Regions from separate parts of the Hordeum vulgare genome. Here all the other regions are linked to region 2. The links are chromatin contacts, called in public Hi-C maps. All regions are on one chromosome and are shown on one strand. The core of a region is the stretch at or near the end of the contact, and the rest is flanking DNA. Distances in the headings are between cores, read along the strand shown. Region 1 holds the start of LOC123440627 (NAC domain-containing protein 22-like). Region 2 holds the start of LOC123445096. Region 3 holds the start of LOC123445095 (MLO-like protein 1).

Region 1 (3,418 bases), core at 828-3,327, 160 kb after region 2:
GATGGGGTGGCAAACGGCAGGTGATGGGGCTCCATCCTTTGGGTGGACTAAGAACATTAGCGGTCGGCTTAGACATGTGGTTTAGAGTTGGTGGTCGAATAAGTGTGCTAATAAAAGTTCAAATGTAAGTTTGAAGATGGACGGAAACTTCCTATAGAAAACTAGACCAATGTCATCATGCCTAGGGCTTGCAGATTTGGTCATTAAAGAACGACGTTTGTGATTACCTAGGTGCAAAATGAATCGTCGAGGTTGTGTAGTTGTGGTAGGTGGTTTGGGTAAAGATGACCGAGAGAAAAATTCCAAGTGATTGGTTGGGTTTTGTCGAGGAGGATTTTGTAGCAGGACGTGAGAAGCAATGGTCATTGTGCTTATGGTTGGTGTGCTCCACTCCTTTGTGTTGTAGAACTAACTTTTCCTTGTTGTTTCCGGTAAGTGATTTTCCCCGCAATCGTGTGATGCCGCATGACTACACTAAAATGATGACAAGAAAGAACCGGAACCAAGAACTTCAGTATATCTTCTAGTGCTTCAGGCGGCAGACCGAATTCTTCAGTGTTTCATCGCGATTTTTAGGTGTTGATATACATCGACTAAGCCATGTCTTCAATGAGTAATCATCTATGTATACTCAACAAACACATTAGGAGTCATGAACAATCAAAACCCACTAGGGGTACTAGATGCAGGTGTAACAATGCTAAACATTAACTCGGAAGTCAAAACCCTTTTCGAATAATCACTAGCAAGTGCAAATGTCCCCGACTTGAACTTTTTATTATATAAGGGCGGAACAACATAGTGTTATAGCATGAAGCTTCAAAAGAGAGACTACGGGGCAAAGTAGACATGGGTTCACGGGCAACCATTGATGTGAAACTTACATGCATCAACAACCAAGTCAACAATGGCGGGGCATGAAACCATGAGGATGGGGGCGGGAGAGGATATGAGCCACCCGTACACTACCAGAAGCGGGGGATATACAAACACTCAAACATAATGTGTGATTTGCGGTTTCAACACTTGTTATGAAGAATGGGCAGACAAGCTTGGCTCAGTGATAAATTAGCGGGGTCATAGTCCCTGGTTAGCTCTAGCAAATGTTGTTTGTGCTAGTGGAACTCTCTCATTTGGACTTATGGAGATGGTAGCAAAATGTCAATGCCACACTGTAGTTATGTTATTTAGGCTGGTCGTAATGGGAGTATCATATGTAGTATCAAGCATGCCAACTACTAAATTTTGATGAGGTGGCATAGAATTAAATGAAGAAAGAAAAGATCGAGCATCATATCATGATACCGTATCATATTAAATATTGTGTTACTATGTTCATCCATTGCAATAAATGAACTATCCTACTCCCTCCGTCATGGTTTAGAAGGCACGCTTGAAAATCTCTGGGACCAAGGCACTCATCGATTGGTTGTGAGATGTAGCAGGTGTAAATGCTAATGGGCCTAATCAACTGAGAAAATATTAGTACTAATGCCTAATCAGCAAATTGGAAGGGCGCATGCATGACTAATAAGAGTAATTGCTTTCGCGCCTTAAACCTTATCTATTTAGAAAACGCACGCAAGTTTAACTGTGCCTTTTAAACCGTGACGGAGGGAGTATGATATTCATACACTAGTATCCCCATTACAACCAGCCTTATGCAGCAGAGTAATAACCACATTCAAGATGCAATTAAGGATAATAAATTGGTGCAACATGAGAGAAAAAAATGCATTATGGGTGCGTAATAACTTATTATTCTGGCTCAAGTTGAGAATATTTACCATATTACATTGTGGACCCAAGAGAGCCCAAGGAGGAGGCTACACAAACTCACCAAAGCCACCGCATTAATCAATGAAAAGAATGCAGACGCACTCCATCCATCACTCCCCTCACCTCACCGGGGCACAATCACAGGGTTGCAAGCGGGCAACCGCCCATAGCTGTACTCTTCCTGAGGCGTCCTTTTCCCCCTATTTAACTCGGCTCCTCCGTCGCTTTCCACCTCCCGTGTGTGATGCGTCAGGGCTCGCTCACATATCGCCGTTGCCACTCCACTGTGCGCGCGTAGCTAGGGATGCTATAGCCAGCCCAATAGACTAGTGGTTAGAGAGCGAGCCGCCCAGTGAATACTCACGCACGGTAAAGCAATACGTATCCCACGATCGGCTAATCCCTTGTGCTTTCCGATCGATCGATATATATTGGCCCAAACACTAATCTTATCCCTTCCTTCTCGCTCGATTCTCCACTTGCGTACGCGCACCCCGGCCGGCCCGAGCTCCTTTTCGCCAGACGAAGGAAGCAGCTAGCTGGCCACTTAACTTGCTCCCGTGCTCGCCTAGCTAGCTAGCTAGCTAACACCCAGCTGCCCTAGCTCGCTAGCCAGCAACCTATGCGAATTGGGGAGGCGGCATGAGCAGCAGATACGAGGGCGGCGCCGCTGCGGTGGCGGCGGCGGGAGCTGGCGCGGGTGGCGTTAAGGAGGGCGGCGGCCGTGACGCGCACGAGGACGACCTGGTGATGCCGGGGTTCCGGTTCCACCCGACGGAGGAGGAGCTCATCGAGTTCTACCTCCGCCGCAAGGTGGAGGGCAAGCGCTTCAATGTCGAGCTCATCACCTTCCTCGACCTCTACCGCTACGACCCCTGGGAGCTCCCAGGTCGGCGACAATATCACTCTATTCAATTGCCTCTTTCAGAATTCAGATCTTTCTGCTGAATTTCTTGTGCGTGCGTGTGGCTGACCGGCCGGCCGGCGACTGCAGCGCTGGCAGCGATTGGGGAGAAGGAGTGGTTCTTCTACGTGCCGAGGGACCGCAAGTACCGGAACGGGGACCGGCCCAACCGGGTGACGGCGTCGGGGTACTGGAAGGCGACGGGGGCGGACAGGATGATCCGGGCGGAGAGCAGCCGCCCCATCGGGCTCAAGAAGACGCTCGTCTTCTACTCCGGCAAGGCGCCCAAGGGCGTCCGCAGCAGCTGGATCATGAACGAGTACCGCCTCCCCACCGCCGACACCGACCGATACCACAAGGTAGTATCCATAATTCCATGCTATCTCGTAGATTTTCTCCTCCTGATCTATCGATTTGCACAAGAAACTGATGAGCTGGTTAATTAATTTGCAAAGTAATTTAGCCAGTATATAGAAGACTCGAACTAGGGTTTGTGCTGCTGTGAGGTACCAATTTTGGGGATTAATTCTAATCTTGTTTTTGTTGTACTTCTAGTGCATATGCCTTTTCAGATCTACAACTTAATTTGCTAGGGCTTCAATCTTCTTCACCTTATCTTGCACCTGGTGCTCTTGCCATGAAAAACCTACGCAGTACGCACTCGATTGGATATCCCCCTATTTTATAGTACCATGGCTAGCATCTTGAAGAAATGAGGAACCTAGAACTCCATCC
Region 2 (3,427 bases), core at 610-3,109:
TATTTTGCTGGAGACTATGTTGAACCGCAATTTATTTTCCTTATTATTAATAAAGTGGCCGTATGCATCGTGTTGATGCAGAGACCGGAGGTAATCCTCCTTTTCTAAAAAAAAACGTAACTAGATAAGTGTAGTAAAGAAGCTTAGGCCCATCTTATCTGCAACACTTATTATTTGGATGCATATTTCAGTTCTGACACGTCCTCCTTCCTAAAGTAGATAATTAGACTAAAGAAGCTTCTAACTGATTGAGAAAGAACAGGAACATAAATAAGAGAATTTGGTTCAAATATTCAAATTATACTATGTTGTCTACATAATCAGTACTAGACCGTAGATTGTATTATATGAACAATTGTGTTTCCATGAATTGCTCAACAAAATTTAGTACACTCCTATAATTTGGTTCAAAAAGTATGATATAAGAAAGTACACATTATACTTGTCTTCATTTAGATTGTTTGTATCACTTATAATATCACACCTAACTTGGTACACTTCTATCGGAAGTGCTACTGTATCAACATGTATGGTAGGTAGTATAAGTGTCCCGATATTTGAGCACCCTAACTCGGTAAATCTAAAATCGTAAACAGATCATTGGAAGAAGTTCAGTGCAAGCTTTTATTCTTAGAATTTAAAATGGATCCAGTCTTCCAGTTCTATAAATGGGGCCCATTTACCATCCACATTAAGCTCAAATACCATCTCACACGTATGATGATAACGACTGATGTAATAGAGTCCACATTTCGACGACACACCCTTCTAAGTATCCTGGTCAAACAATAGCTAAAGAAACTCCTCACCTCTGAGATGGAGATTTATCGTAATGATTTACTTCAGCACACCCTTCTTTTGGCATCTCTTGGATTTTTGATCTGAGCTCTTCATGAGATTCCTTCAGTATTCTGAAATATTCCTTGAGTATTGTGAAATCTTCCTTGAGTATTCTGATATCCTCCTTATGTTCGTTCTTGTCTTTTTCCCTCTTTTGCTTAAGCTTTTTAATTTTTCTTTCAAACTTTTCCTCTGTGGCCACTTTAACCTATAAAGGGAACAAACTGAAAGATAGGCACAGTCTATGATAAAAAAATTGCTGAAAGTTTGCATTAAGTCCATACTGCTTAGTCAATTATAAAGAAAGTGAGTAAAAAATAATCGAGACAGGGACGAAAAGAGACACCCCTTAGCTATTCTGATTCCTGATAAGCATTCCTGAACTTTTGGTATGCATTAAAAACAACGTACTTAGGTGAGATCATAACCATACGGTCCATAACCCAGCTCGCTGGTGATTTATATGCTGTGCATTCCATCACACGATTGGATTAAGGCTATTGTGTCTTCAAGAAGAGCATATTATTAGTACAAATAAATAGGGTTCAAGCTTAATCCAGAGTGTCAAACTAACATTGGCGCAAAGAAAAGCCCAATCAGTGCAATATTTTTCGACAGAGAAAAAAAAACAGTCCAGTTTTCCGGTGAATCAAGAGATAGAAGATACCCGTATAACGTCTTTCAATTCGATTACTGCGTCACAGAAGGTATCTGAAAAGCCCTCCCGAGACATCCCCTCACTTAACATCCTTCTGGATTTTGTATGTTAAAAGGAATCAAAGAAAAATTAGAGAGAACAGCAGAGCCAACAGCAAAAGGGAGTGAGGAGGGAAACTACTAACCTATTATGGCAGTGGCAAGACCTATACCGCTTGGAATCGGAGGAGCTCGACTCGTCGTCCCTTATCTGATCATGTTTCCTCCTTTTCCCCATGAAGACAGACCACCCAAGCTGTTCGTCAGCTGAGCTTGCTTGTTTGTGCTGGGTCCTCGCTACTATAGCTAAGCTTGCTCTGTTTGTGCTGGGTCCTCCTTTTACCCAAACGAGGTCCCCAGTCCCCACATGGCTGCCAACCTTTTCCACTACGGCGGGCTCCACAGGGCGACTTTAGCAGCAAGGCCTTCACTCAGAATTTACATTAATTCGAAAAGTTTTTTTTCTAAAAGAAGGTTAAACCACCTTATCTGCATCAATCGATGCATGCAATCATTTTTATTATTTATTGCACAAATGTATAAGAATATACGTCAATCAACCCAAAATCATCACTCACACCGATAAACTCAATAATATAGAGTGATCCTACTCCTTACATCTAAAACCAGTGTCATCGTCAATCCATCCACATTACGTATGTGGACCAATAGCAGGTGCAGCGTACCTAAAGCAAATCACATGCACACGTTCTAGAAGTCGCCCTCATCATCGGACCACTGACCCATCTTCAAGAGAGATATCTGCATCATCCTTGTCAGTCCAGACATCCCTCGACGCCACCACGGCGTCCAACAGCGCCACCGCCTTGCGCTCATCCGTCCAAACGCGAAGACTCTGAAAGATCTGCCGTGCGTAGCACCTACCAATCAGGCATGACTCGGTGTAGCATATGTCGGCCAGACATGACTTGACAGCTCCATCGAAGCTCCGTGCAAGATGAAGCAGCTCCATCTCATGCCTCTGTCTTCTAACGCTGCTCCACAAACGATGTCCCAATAAATAAACGACACCATAATACCGCCATCGTCCGACCTGTAAGACCATATCCTAGGCTTTCCCCCGAAGCAACACGAGTGGATCGACAACAGTTGCACGACGATGCCTTCATCAAGGCAACGACGCCAAATGCCGCCATCACCCGCCAAAGGCACGGTTTTCACCGGCAACTATGTCTCCCCGACTCGTAGTCGGGACTAGATGACGAATCTCGAATCTCGAGATCTGATCACCCAGCCGCAGGCCGACCACCTCTAACGGAAGAGATGACCACCATCATCGACTACACTGGTTAGAACAGATCTAACCGAAGGTGCCGCCAACGAGGCCACCACGCCCTCCATGCCGCCGTCGTCGATCCAAAGGCAGATGGCGTGCCGCTCCATAAAAAGATCCTTGTTCAAGAATTCATCCGATTAACCAGTTAACTTGCCGATTAATCCCTACTCATAGAGTTACCGAGTAGCCGATAAACCAAAAAAATCATTCGATTAATTGATTAGATGGCCAATTAACTTATCGATTAGCTTATTAACCCCCTACTCACGAGCCAACCGAGCAGCTGTTAGTTAACGATTTCTTCAACAATGAAAAAGATACATGTTGAATTTCCCTTCTATTAATAGATAGTACTTCCTCCCTTTCATAAATTGCGTGTGATTGGCTATGCATTTCTGCTCAGTTTTATTCTTAGATGCATTTTGGAAGAATTATCCACTCATTATTATTATTATATGGAAAATTATTCCATTCAACCGACCGATCTTACATGAACGTTCATCACTTTCATGTCTGCTGGATGAGCTCCGTCAGATAGTCGGTCTCCATGTTGTGCAACTGGTCCATGTTTCAAAAAGAGATTCTTCAACTAGC
Region 3 (3,606 bases), core at 591-3,090, 180 kb after region 2:
ATTCAAAAAACTTTTTGCTTTTAAAAAAGGTTCTAAATTTCAAATAGTTTTCGTTTATAAAACATTCATAACTTCAAAAAATGTTCAGGATATTCAAAAAATGTTTTTTTAAGAAAATGTTTTGTATTTTCAAAACATATTTGGTATTTTTAAAAATTGTTAGAAATAAAAAAAATATAAAATTTTAAATTAAGTTCGTGTCTGAAAATTGTTCTTAAATTTCAAAAAATGTTCTTTCTTTTAAAAAATGTTCCCAATTGCAAAAAAAATGTCATTTTCCAAACATTGTTCATAAACTCAAAAAAATGGATTTTCAAAAAATGTTTGAGATTTTCAGATTCAAAAAAGTTTTTCCTTTTTCAAAAAATGTTCTGAATTTCAAATAGTTGTCGTTTTTCAAAAATATTCCTACTTAAAAAATTGTTCGGGATTTTCAAAAAATGTTAGGTTTCTTATGAAAATGTTTGGTATTTTAGGAAAATGTTTGGTATTTTCGAAAATTATTTGGTATCTTCAAAAAATGTTGGAAATATCTACATTTGGTCTAATTTTTAATTGAAGTTCATGTCCTAAATTTGTTCCTAAATTTCGAAAAAAAATCGTGCATTTAAAAAATGTTCCAAATTTCAAACAATTGTCGTTTTCTGAACTTTGTTCATTAATTTAAAATATGTTCGAGATTTTCAGCAATTGTTCTGAATTTTGAAAAAATGTACCAAAAATTCGAAAATGACTCAGCTTTCTAAAACAATGTTCTAAATTTCAAATAGTTATCATTTTCAAAAACATTCATAACTTCAAAAAATGTTCGGGATTTTCAGATTACATTTCGTATTTTAATTTGGTATTTTGAAAAAAAGTTTGGTATTTTCAGAAAATGTTCGAAATATCAAAATTTTGTTCATTTTTTAAACTAAGTTTGTGTTGGCAAATTGTTCCTAAATTTAGAAAAATGTTCTTTCTTTTACAAAATTGTTCGAAATTTCATAAAATTTTTGTTTTTCAAACATTGTCCATAAATTCCAAAAATGTTCTTGATTTTCAATAAATGTTCTCCGTATTCGAAAACTGTTTTTGCTTCAAATTAGAAAAATAACTTTCTTTTTAATGTTTTAAATTTCAAATAGTTGCCATTTTTCCAAAAAAAAATATAACTTCAAAAAATCAGGTTTTATAAAAAAGTTTGGTATTTTAAAAAAGTTCGGCATTTAAAGAAAAACGTTCGGTATTTCCAATAATAAGGTCCCCCCCTTCAAGCCCATAGACACCCCACGTTTTCGGCTCAAGCTCCGCCACTGGCCGGCTGGTTAGAGCCTAGGGCTCGCAACGATTAGTTTAGGGTTCGAACTCCTCCTTCCTATACATTTTTGACATTTTCTTTGAATAGGAAAAGAAGAACAGATTGGGCCTTTCCGTCTGCCGCGACTGCAGGCGCCAGTTTGTAAAATCTAGTAGTAACCTGATTTTTCTTCATTTTTTTTTCTTTTTCATTTTTCTGTTTTATTTTCGTGATTTGTTTTTTGGAAAACAAAATTGACATCGAAAACAAATGTTCATCAAATTCCAAATTTCAAAAACGATAGTATTTATATTTTGGAACGGAGGGAGTCTATATGATACTCCCTACGCCTAATAAAAGAGCGATCGCTGTACGTGCGAGCGAACGGCGCGGGCGCCAAACAGTGGCACGGCCGCGTGGGCGCGCGCTGTGCAGCGAGTGAAGTGGCCAAACGATAGTAACATCGGACCGACGCTGGCCGAATCGGACTTGATTTTTCTCCCTTTTCTTGATCGGGACAGCACGATCGACGCGCTCCGGTGTCGGAACGGACCAGGCCCGCACTTCCGATCGCGAACGAGCGGCTCCACCGGCCACCGCCACCCTGCGGCGAGGCGCGCCCGCCAACGACGTCGACCTCCTGTGCGTTTCGCGGCCAGATAGATGGCCGGTAGGTGAGCCGGATCGATCGCCTGCCGGCGGCGGGTGAGGTGACTGGGGTTATGGAGGGCGCTGGCGGGGAGTTGGCGGAGGATGCGCTGGAGTACACGCCGACGTGGATCGTCGCGGTGGTCTGCTCCCTCATCGTCACCATCTCCCTCGCCGCCGAGCGGTGCCTCCATTACCTCGGCAAGGTGACCCGCCCGATCCCCGTCGATCGCCCTCCTCCGTGTTTCTCAACGTCGTTTTCGCCGATGATATGATATCTCCTCGCCTTGACGCGCTTAATTTGGGGTGCATGCAGACGCTCAAGAGGAAGCGCCAGAAGGCGCTCTTCGAGGCCCTCCTCAAGGTGAAAGAAGGTACAGTGGCATTCTAACTGCTAAGATGTTCATCTTCCCTCTGCTCCATTTATCCCACTTGTACCTCATCCATGACAACAAACGATGCCTGCTGTATTTCCAGTTTCAGACTGTCTTTGGGTGTGTGTGATGCAGAGCTGATGCTTCTGGGGTTCATCTCTCTGCTGATGACGGTGTCGCAAGATGTGATCCAGAGGACATGCATCCCTCCCAGCTGGACCAACTACCTGCTGCCCTGCAAGAAGACTGAGGGGCATCATGCTGCCGCTCTCGGCGGTCGCCGGCTGCTTCCTAAGAGTGTGCCGCGGTCCGACCATTGCAGAAACAAGGTGGATGGGCCATTAGTTTGAAGCAATACCGTTTGTTTCGTAATGCATACAGTTTCAGTATAATTCAGTGCCATTAATTTGGGATAGCATATGTATGTGCACATGGGTGGTCTTTCTTTATCGTCTCATTGCAACTAAAGGAAATTATAGGAGAATAAGAAAAGTGCATGACTACATCTACATGGAACATGTAACAAATTGGGAAATTGATGTGTAAGATAGTATCCATCCTGAGAGAGGAAAACTGCTGACAATTTAGGCTTGCTGTTTAAATTTAAATGTACATGAAACATGTAACATGTAAATTGGGAAATTGATGTGTAACATAGTATCCGTCAAGCATTATTGACAAATTAGGCTTGTTATTTAAATTAAAGGACTACATGAAACATGTAACATGCAGTGATAGATTGGGAACTTGATGTGTAACATAGTATCCATCAAGCATTGTTCACAACTTAGGCTTGTTGTTTGAACATTTAAGGTAGTAATGTGGAAGAGCACAAGTTCAAATATTGAAACAGAAGGACGTTGTTCTAAGTACCAAAATCATATGGCAGCACTACAGAAATATAGTCAGTTGCCAACTGCGGATGTTACCTTGCTCACTGAATTTTAAAAGTGGGTGAGCACAAAGACAAAGAGTCAATGGTCATTGTATTTCCATCTCATCTTTGTGCTACTCCCTCCGTTCGTTTTTATAAGACATTTCAGACAGCTGTTTTGGTTTTTCTGTCGGTTGATCCTGGGTAAATGATCCTAGGTAACCTTGTGTTCACTCCAGTTTTTTCTGTTTACAGGGAAAAGTTCCTTTGCTGTCGCTCGAAGCGTTACATCAGTTGCATATTTTCATTTTTGTTCTGGCTATCACCCATGTGATTTTCAGTGTTCTGACCATGGTTTTAGGAGGAGCCAAGGTAAACCTTCATAACATTGGTTTTAGTTTAATGGTTTTTTAACTGCACTAGTGATTGAC

Evidence for each region. Hi-C and Micro-C count contacts between places; a contact is called where the count stands out from the background.
Region 1: a contact with region 2 is called in a Hi-C map of leaf, with 4 times the contacts expected there. The contact joins the promoter of LOC123440627 here to the promoter of LOC123445096 in region 2. A contact is called at or near these places in 4 of 6 Hi-C or Micro-C datasets (leaf and seedling).
Region 3: a contact with region 2 is called in a Hi-C map of leaf, with 6 times the contacts expected there. The contact joins the promoter of LOC123445095 here to the promoter of LOC123445096 in region 2. A contact is called at or near these places in 4 of 6 Hi-C or Micro-C datasets (leaf and seedling).

The regions. Positions count from the first base shown.
Region 1 is chr3H:562,294,369-562,297,786 of MorexV3_pseudomolecules_assembly, reverse strand. LOC123440627 (NAC domain-containing protein 22-like) reads left to right here and starts at 2,077. Exons shown (of 3, transcript XM_045117190.1): 1 at 2,077-2,668; 2 at 2,774-3,042. The coding sequence starts at 2,422.
Region 2 is chr3H:562,455,568-562,458,994 of MorexV3_pseudomolecules_assembly, reverse strand. It overlaps LOC123445096, which reads right to left and starts at 1,859. Exons shown (of 15, transcript XM_045122029.1): 1 at 1,683-1,859; 2 at 1,508-1,592; 3 at 810-1,048. The coding sequence starts at 1,774.
Region 3 is chr3H:562,275,431-562,279,036 of MorexV3_pseudomolecules_assembly, reverse strand. LOC123445095 (MLO-like protein 1) reads left to right here and starts at 1,840. Exons shown (of 13, transcript XM_045122025.1): 1 at 1,840-2,133; 2 at 2,244-2,301; 3 at 2,437-2,630; 4 at 3,431-3,547. The coding sequence starts at 2,002.